Regions from separate parts of the Triticum aestivum genome. Here region 1 is linked to region 2. A link is a contact called in public Hi-C data. All regions are on one chromosome and are shown on one strand. Each heading gives the region's core, a stretch centred on a gene start, on an enhancer-like site or on the middle of the called end of the contact. The rest is flanking DNA. Distances are from core to core; before and after follow the strand shown.

What was found. Hi-C and Micro-C count contacts between places; a contact is called where the count stands out from the background.
Region 1: a Hi-C map of leaf shows a contact between it and region 2, with 2.8 times the contacts expected there. The contact joins the enhancer-like site here to the promoter of LOC123092708 in region 2. A contact is called at or near these places in 2 of 5 Hi-C or Micro-C datasets (both in leaf).

Annotation. Positions count from the first base shown.
Region 1 is chr4B:460,471,215-460,476,027 of IWGSC CS RefSeq v2.1, reverse strand. No RefSeq gene overlaps it. Among protein-coding and RNA genes, the nearest start is that of LOC123092709, 11 kb to the left of the region's middle. Within about 2 kb of position 1,622, at least 6 of the 8 cell types and tissues checked have an H3K27ac peak or open chromatin away from gene starts, as enhancers often do. A contact at or near this core is called in leaf, where this site is marked.
Region 2 is chr4B:460,160,749-460,165,335 of IWGSC CS RefSeq v2.1, reverse strand. It overlaps LOC123092708 (probable carboxylesterase 17), which reads left to right and starts at 1,474. Exons shown (of 1, transcript XM_044514527.1): 1 at 1,474-3,040. The coding sequence starts at 1,640. The coding sequence ends at 2,716.

The sequences.
Region 1 (4,813 bases), core at 373-2,872, 310 kb before region 2:
TTCCCCTTTAAAATGGTCAATTGTTGGCGCCCTTTCCGCTCAATATTTGGGAAGAGTCCCAGGACCTTTGCCTATAAATAGGACTAGCCACCCCCAGGGTAGAGGCATCTGGTAGAGCGACTGAACTCCCCCTAGCAGTTCATCGCACCAGCCAAGAACAGACCCTCGCGAGGCTGTTCTTCCTTGTATTGTTCATCACTAGCCCAAGAGGCAATCCACCACACCACATACTGGAGTAGGGTATTACACCACAATGATGGGCTGAACCAGTATAAACTCTGTATCTCTTGTGTTGTTCCTTTCGTAGCTTAGATCATAGCGAGGCGGTGAGGTGCCGGAAGGTAGTGGGCGAAATCTTCGCGCGCACCCGAGTGTTCGAATCTAGAGGGTCTGCCGGAACCCAAAATTCGACATAATATGTTACTGTAACATAGCATTTCTCGAGGCAAAATGAGTCTATAAGCTAATAAATAAAGCCATCTATGACACTATTACTATGTTACTTTGCACCATAAAAGTAGTAAATTAGACTAGTATCGTATGCATGAACGATACTAGTATAAGTTACTTCCCACTATGAGCAGCCTAAGGTGGTCCATTTGGAGCTGGCTGTCTTTTGTGGTCAAGTGGTAGGATAGCCTGTCGATTCAATTCACTAGGCCACCCATCCTATCATCAACCCTACCAATGCTTCCATGCTTGTACCACTAGGCAGGGTAGGGTAGCTCTTAGAAAAACACACGCTCGTGTTGGTGTAGTGGGCACATTGATACTGCCGTGTGGCGCAGTGAGTGCCACATTTGGCAGGGAAAAAATCTTATATTTCATCGTGCCTGCATGAATATATCCGACCGTAGCGTTGGATGCGTCTCCAACCGAGCGAGCCGACGCAAGGACGGAACAGTGTCCCCATTTATCCGGTGCACATGCGTGGCCTGACCTCCACGACCTCTTGAGACGATGGCGCGCGCGGGCCGGGGGATTAAAATCGAGTGAGGGGATTAAAAATCTGGTTGGCCCGGGCCCGTAGCGCGTAGGCACACCAAGGACGCAAGCATCCCGTGGATAACATTAAGGCCATGCCGCCAATGATTTTCGCCATTAATTGCTGCTAGTAGCTTATTGCCGCAAGTGGAAGGTCGATTCAGGATTGGACTTTCTACTATGGCTGCTAGTTGAGTCTTTTGGGTGTGATCAGATCTCCCCTACTATGTTGTAGCCATGTAGAGTAGGGATTAGCACTCGTTTTGTTGATCCTTTATGCCTTATAGCTCGCTAACTTATTTGTCGCACCTTTCTTAGCTGAGTGGTAACGACAAACTGATCAATAGCACTTCACGGAAGCTAGAAACTTTTGCCAGTTGGAGAGACTTTTACAGTGCCGTGCGCACTTACAGCACCTAGAAACAAGTTCAGGGAGTCGCGGTTTCCATCCAGAAAAACAAATTCAGAAAGTTGTGACGTGGCCACGCAAAGCGGATAACCACGACAGACTTGGGCCACCTCGCACCAGCTTCAACGAGACGGTGTGTTTGCCTTCCTCTTGCCTGGACCAAAGGAAAGCGAAGCAAGCGTACGTACGCGCTGCGCTGGCGCCACTCTGGTCTGGTGTGCTTCTGCCGTTCTTGGTTGGTGCACCGGCCCAAGTTAGGAGGAGGCGCCGGTGATCGATGCACGTATATCCACACATAGATACATAGCCTTTTGGATACGCGCCTAGTCTTTTTCTGTGCGCCGATCGTGCGTGCTGTGCGCCTTTCTCCGATGCGACGCGGAGCTAGCTAAAGCGATAGCGAGACACGGTAACCTGCCGAGTCGTCTGGCAAAAGGGGGCGGCGAGCGGAAAGATAGAAAGGAAGAAAGCGGCTGGGTCGAGCTCGTGTATGGTGTGGCGCTCGTGCGGGTACGGGTCGCCGGAACTCTGAGGCGTCGCCGTCGACGTGCCGACGGCGGTGACCATATGGATAGGAGGATCCCGTGTCTGCATGAGCAATTTGTACAACTGTGCTGACTTTATTTTAAAAATATATCTATATGCATCATATTTTATAGAAGGCAAAAAACAAGTACAAGAGACTACACCTTACTGCGAACAATGAATGTACTAGAAACACCACATAAAAGCTAATAAAAAACATTAGCCACCACAAGTAATACAAACAGAGGCTTGTCCTGACCTAAGTAGATCGTGATAATGTTGTAAGTGTTGATTGAGGGGTTGGACAAGGAGGGGGGAAGCTTGATTTGGACTTTGGAGAAAGGGGCGTCAACTCAAAGTTAGGCATAGGCCCGTTCCTACCATTACCTTAAGAATAGTCTACCTTGGGCTATGGGAAAATAAAATACTACGGGGTTGAGATTGATGGTTGTGTTGGTTCACTTTGTTTATCACAAGGTTAGGAGGACTGTCATTAAGCTATGGAGTGGATGGTCTGAAAACGCGGGATGTTATTTTTTCTAAGGGTCTGGCTAGGGACAAGTTGCATGAAAAAAATAATTTGGACAAGTCGATTTTCTCTCAAAATTGACTTTCATCAATTTGGATCACTCGCTTTTCTTTATCAGTCGATGGACGCTCTGGGTTTTTTTTTTGCGGGATAATTGAGGACTTTATTCATAAGAAAGAGCTCCGACACTATCGGCCATGAGACTGGTGATCAGCAAGTTCGGAGGATTGTTCATCCAACACTCCGTCACCTCCGTCGTGCAAGCAAGTTTTGCACACAGATGGGCGGAGATATTGGCAATGTCTCTTTACATGACTAATAGTAAAAAAAGGAAAAAGAAGCAGCTAAACCCTCGATATCAAGTAACACAGGCGCTATCAGCGAGCGCGAAGAGCGGCGCGAGTTCCAAAGATCGACGACCTCCAAGCTGTCGGTCTCCATCTCCACTCACACAAAGCCACGTAGTTGAGCAAAAACCACACCCTCGCGGAGAGTAAGAGCCTCCGCAACAAGTGGATCCGCAGTGCCCTGGACAGGCTTGCACCAAGCACTCAAGAAAGTATTAGACGATTTGGCGACACCTCCCAGTCCGCACATTCTTGCCTCCATGGAAATCCCAGCATCCGTATTGATCTTTATACAATCATCCTCAGGTGGTCTCCAACCATGGCCCGGTAAGATCTTTGCATGTCGTTGGGGTAGTTCTAGCAGCGACAAGGCCTCTCTTGTCATCTTCATAGAGTGAGCAGGATCCAAGCTTTCCCTATCATGTGTGATGTTGTTCCTGGACGTCCAAGTCGCCCACATGACAGTGATAATTTTTGCTTGGTCCACTTCATCAAATCTGGGGTCACACAGAATATCCCTAGACCAAGTTGCTGTATGGAGCTCTGGAAGTTTGACAGATAAAATTTCCCTCGCCTCCTTCCAGAAGAGCTTAGCATGAGTGCATTTAATCAATGCATGATACATGTCCTCGTCTGCATCAAGGCAGACTTTACAACGTGCCAAATCAACAATTTGTCGATGTTTCAAAGTGCACTCAGTGGGAAGAATTCCCCTTAGCACTCGCCACCAAAACACTCTCACCTTTGGCATAACTTTTAGCTTCCAAAGTCTTGTCCACAACTGCTTTTGCTTCTCTGAGTTTTCCGTGACTGTCCCTTCCCCTAGAGCAGAATGCTCGTTCAAGGTCATAAGAGAAAGGTACGCTGATTTCACAGTGTAATTACCCGACTTTTCTGCAGTCCATGCCCAGGAATCATCTCCTCCTCCCGCCCTCAATGGGATATTGAGAATAGCATCAGCTTCGGGGGCGATGAAATGGTTCCTCACCAAATCAACCTTCCATAGACATTGATCTCCGTCAATCAACTCAGACACATTAGTAATGTTAGTGTTACCGACATGAGTAGTTGGCCGCAAGGAGAGTAGGCCCGGGACCCAACTATCATTCCAAATGGACACCGAAGTTCCATCTCCAATTCGTTTTACCAGGCCGGTTCCCAATGCTTGTTTTCCTGCACATATTGCTCGCCATGTGGCCGAGGCGCACTTTGGGACAGTCACGGCCATGAAATCACTTTGCGGGAAGTACTTTCCCTTGAGAACGCGAGCACAGAGAGAGTCCGGGTTCATAAATCAGATTCCATCCATGTTTACCGAGCAACGCTATGTTGAACAGTTCTAGATTACGAAAGCCCATCCCTCCAGCAACCTTGGGATCAGCAAGTGAAGGCCAATCAATCCAGTGAAGCGATCTGCGATCAATTGAGCTACGCCAGCAATAGCGAGCCATAACTGAAGAAAGGCCTTTGCAGACCTTCTTAGTGAGTTTGAAGCAACTCATGGAGTGCGTTGGTATTGCTTGGGCCACGACCTTCAACCTGACCTCTCTGCCAGCACATGAAATCAGGTGTTCCGTTCCTCCTTGTAGTTTGCTTCTAATCCTTTCTCTGAGATATTCGAATGTTCCACTAGTGATACGGCCAACAGCAGTTAGGAGTCCCAAGTAACATTCACTGAACACTTCAACTGGGATGTTCAGGACTGCCTTCAACATTTGGCGCACTGGTTCAGTCATATTTGGACTGAAGTAGATCGAGGTCTTGTCCCTATTAACACATTGACCGGAGCAGTCACCATAGATTTGTAGCACCTCATTCAACCTGAGTGCACTAGCTGCCTTTGCATTCATAAAAATGAGACTATCATCCGCAAAGAGTAAGTGGTTTACCCAAGGCGATTGATAGCTAACTCGAATACCTCTGTCGATGTTGACTCCTCCATAAAAATTCAACAAAGAAGTGAAACCTTCTGCACATAGGAGGAACAAATACGGTGAGACGGGGTCCCCTTGGCGAAAA
Region 2 (4,587 bases), core at 225-2,724:
TGGACGGATGATGTCCAGAGCGAGCTTTCCTTCATGGGCCACATGCAAGTCTACCAGCTCTGCCAAGCCATCGCCATGGCGGAGAGGGACATCGTGGTGCCGGACCCTTTTGATTGGCCTTGTGATGCGTCTGGGAAATACACTGCTAGTTCGGCATACAAGAGACTTTGCATGGGGCACATTCAGTTCACCACAACCGGCTGCATTTGGCAAAGTTGGGCTCCACTAAAATGCAAGATTTTCACGTGGTTGGCCAACTAGTATCATCTTTGGAAGTCCGGTCGTCATGCTCGTCATGGATTACGAGATGCCCCATCGCCTTGCTACACTTGACCATATCTTGGCCCTCTGCGGTTACGCAAGAGAAGTGTGGCATTCATGCTTTCATGCGCTGAGAATCAACATCCAAGCTCCATCCACGAAAGTAACATTCATAGACTGGTGGCTACACCAACGATTGTGTTTCAACAGGAAGATGTGAAGAGGGTTCGACTCCGTAACCATAGAAATTGCTTGGGCTCTTTGGAAAAAACGTAATGCAAGTGTGTTCAACAACACCTCGAGACATAAAACGGCGCCACAACTCAAGACAGAAATACTTGACGAGATTGATGAGTGGAAGAAGGCAGGTCTGGGCGGCGTTGGTGCTTTAGAGCCTTCCGTGAGATAGTAGTCTTCATGTATCTAGGGTATAGGCGTGGGTGTGTTGGCTACCCTACGAGATGTTTGCATCCGTTAAGGCTTTTGTACATAACTTTCTACCTTCTATAAAAATAAGGTACGCCATTTGCGAACTCTCGGAAAAAGGAAGAAGAGTGTAGAGGGACGAGGCGTTTCTGCTTCCGGGCTCAGTTGCACCCGGGCTGGCGAAAAAAATCAAAACAAATACTAAAATATTAATAAAATCCATTTTTTGTGTGGTAGAAATTTAATGCGTGAGGTCTGCTCCAAATTTCAACTCACTTGGACATCTGAGTAGCCCTCGACAAAAAAGACAAATCGGATTGAAACAATGTGTGAACAGTAAACTTTTTTACGGACCCCGATTTGTTTTTGTTTTTTTGCCGAGAACTGCTAAAATGTTCAAATGAGTTGAAATTTAAAACAGACCTCACACATTAAATTATCTACCTAAAAAGGAGGATTTTTTTGAATTTTTTTAGTATTTATTTTGATTTTGTTTTTGACCGGCAACACATGAGTCTGAGCATCGAGTTGGATTTCCGAGTGTAGAGGCTGGAACACGACTAGCTGATAGACAGCGTACAAAAGACCGAAGCGTCCCAAGTGTTCCTACACGGTGGACTTTTGCAGGGGTCGCTCACGAATGGATCATTTCACACACTTCGCCGTGTGCGCGAATCACCGTACCCACCACCACCCCACTTGGCGAGTCCACTCGATCGCTCGGCAGCCAAAGCCAGCCCGACACCTGTCCCACCGCCCCCTCCCGGCTATAAAACCCGGCCACCGGCCAAGCTCCCCGGACAACGCTGCATAATTGTGTCCGCCGCCGGCTCCCGGGACACCACACAGCGCACAGACAACACAAGTCCTAGCACTCTCGTTGTCTCGCACCTGCCTGCCGGCTGCGCCGCTCGCGATCGAGCTAGGCCGACGCGCGCGCGAGGGCTTTTGCATGATAAGGAGGAGGATGGGGGCACTGCACGTCGGCGAGCCGCGGGTCAGCTTCCAGCAGCAGGTCGGCAAGAACGGCGGGGGCCACGGCGCCGTCGTGGAGGAGATACATGGGCTCATCCGCGTGTACAAGGACGGGCACGTGGAGCGCCTCCCGGCGATCCCCGACGTGCCCTGCACGTGGGGCTCGACGGCAGCCGCGAGCGGCGTCCTCGCGCGCGACGTGGCGGTCGACCGCGCCACGGGGGTGTGGGCGCGCCTGTACGCGCCGGCCTCCGCGGCGGGGAAGGTTCCCGTGGTGGTGTACTTCCACGGCGGCGGGTTCAGCGTCGGCTCCGCCGCGTGGAGCTGCTACCACGAGTTCGTCGCCCAGCTCCCCGCGCGGGCGGGCTGCGCCGTGATGTCCGTCGACTACCGCCTCGCGCCGGAGAACCGCCTGCCCGCCGCGTTCGACGACGGGCTCACGGCGCTGCGGTGGCTGCGGCAGCAGGCGAGCAGAAACACCGCCTCCGACGAGGTCTCGTGGTGGCGCAGCCGGTGCAGGTTCGACCGCGTGTTCCTCATGGGCGACAGCGCGGGCGCCGCCATCGCGTTCCACGTCGCGGCGCGGGTCGGGCAGGGCCAGCTGGGCGCTCTGGCCCCGCTCTCGGTCAAGGGGGCCGTACTGATCCAGCCCTTCTTCGGCGGGGAGGCCCGCACGGCGTCGGAGAAGAGCATGCCGCAGCCGCCAGGGTCGGCGCTGAACCTCTCCACCTCCGACAGCTACTGGCGCATGGCGCTACCGGCCGGGGCCAGCCGCGACCACCCCTGGTGCAACCCCTTGGCCCGCGGCGCGCCCCGGCTGGAGACGCTGGCGCTGCCGCCCGTGCTGGTGTGCATCTCCGAGGCGGACATCCTGCGCGACCGGAACCTGGAGCTGTGCAGGGCGCTGCGCAAGGCCGGCAAGAGCGTGGAGCAGGCGACGTACGGCGGCGTGGGGCACGCCTTCCAGGTGCTCCACAACTGCCACCTGTCCCAGCCGCGCACGCAGGAGATGCTCGCGCACATCCGGGCCTTCGTCGGCGCCAGGTCCAGCTGACAGACACACACTCGTCCGCCGTGTCATGTCAGTGTCACCCGTCGATTATAATTACTTAATCCAGTCTAATCCACTACCAGTTCCAGGCTTTCAGAGTAGATACCGTGTAAGCAGTAGTAACTTGTGGTACTCGCCCAAGTGAAGGAAAAGACAAGAAAAGGGTCCAATGCCGAACTTGGATTGTTGTAGCTAGTGCTGTCGGAAAGCAAAAGTGTAGCGGAAAAATAATACTCCTACCACTACCACTACCACTCCATGTATGTACATCGTGTTGTTCATTGTATCCTTGCTTACAAAGGCGGATCAATATATATATTACTACTACTGCTTGTGTAGTTGTGTTGTTTAAATACTAACTCGGCTGATGGTGTTTGCATGATCAAGGAAACCCGAAAAGGCCCCGGGAACAAATCATTGTCTGCTTGTCTGGTGCTTTGCACTTTGCACCATCCCTTCTTTTCTATGTTTCCCGTCGCTGCTTTGGGAAGGTTCAGGCTTGCTTGCTCGATGATGGAGCCCGGGACTTGTCTAAGCGCAATCATCAGTCGGCTAGTAGATCTTAGGCTAGCACCTGGTAAGAACAGAATAGAATCTTGGGTACGTTTCCCGATGGGAGGCCGTCACATGACCCCCAACCGTGGCGCAACAACGCAAGTGCGGGTGCGTCCGGGTGCTAGTGCCGCTGCTGCAATGCATCAGACAGGCCGGCCGGTCGATCGCTGGACGGACGCATCATTCTTCCTGCGCTCGTGCTCTTGGATGCAAGCCTCAAGTGCATATGTTTTCTGCGGCTTGTAAATTGTAAGGCACGCAGCGTTGCAGCTGTATCATTGCTTCGTTGCCTGTCTCGCCAACCACATCATGGCGGCAGGCAAACAATTGCGTACAAGCAGGCTAACATCATGCGTGATCATCTCAAAGGAGACTCGGCAACACTGGCAAGTTTAGCCACAATGCATATGATAAGTCATTGCTTGGTCACTTGCGAAATGATAAATTGAGACCATGCATGTGCCGAGTGTTGTTTACAAGTTTTTTAATTCCTTACCATACACACTGAGAATTTACCCCCTATTCCCAAAAAGGTTGTGTTTTGGGAGTTGTTTGGTTGGTTCACAGAAAAAGTATAGGAAACATAGGGATAGGAATATCTATTTGGGTAGCACTATTTGTTGGGTTTAAAGGAATGAAACTAAGTGACGGGTAATCTCACTTTTAGAGAAAAAACACATGAATTTTACCATCAACTTGGACCTTTGTTTAGAATTGCTACGCACGAATTTGACTTAAAACGGGTCTTTATTGATAAAATAACATCCTAATTGTACTCTCGAAACAGACTTTTGTCCCCCTAGAGTGTTTTGAAGATTGTTGGACAAAACTGTTAGAAGGAAGAGAGAGATTTGGTGGAATTGTTCGTTATATTGCTTGAGCCTCGTGGGCATATATATATGAGTACAATGATCTACTTGGAGTACAAGACAAGCCAGAACAAATCCTAGTCTATCTCGTCTTTCCTAATAAACATTATACTCAACATCCCCCCGCAGTCATAACGGTAGCGACGCAGACGGTGAGACTGGAGAAGAATCCGAAGGCAAGCCGACGGACACCCCCCCCCCCCACAGTCATAACGGTCGACGCATCGCGGAGTCGTGGCTGGAGTGGCAACCGACGAGGTTTCTCAAGCAAGGCGATAGCCCTTTGTGCCGTTTGTCGAGGTAGCCGAGAGCGTGGGTGGTGGAGCCGTGGTCGAGGTAGCCGTGCGAAGAATGCCGTGGTCGATGTCGAGTCAGGGTGGCCGATGTCGAGGAAGTCATCATGGAGCCGCGGGCGCAAGGGGGCGCCGAGTTAGCATGGGCGCAGTGGTG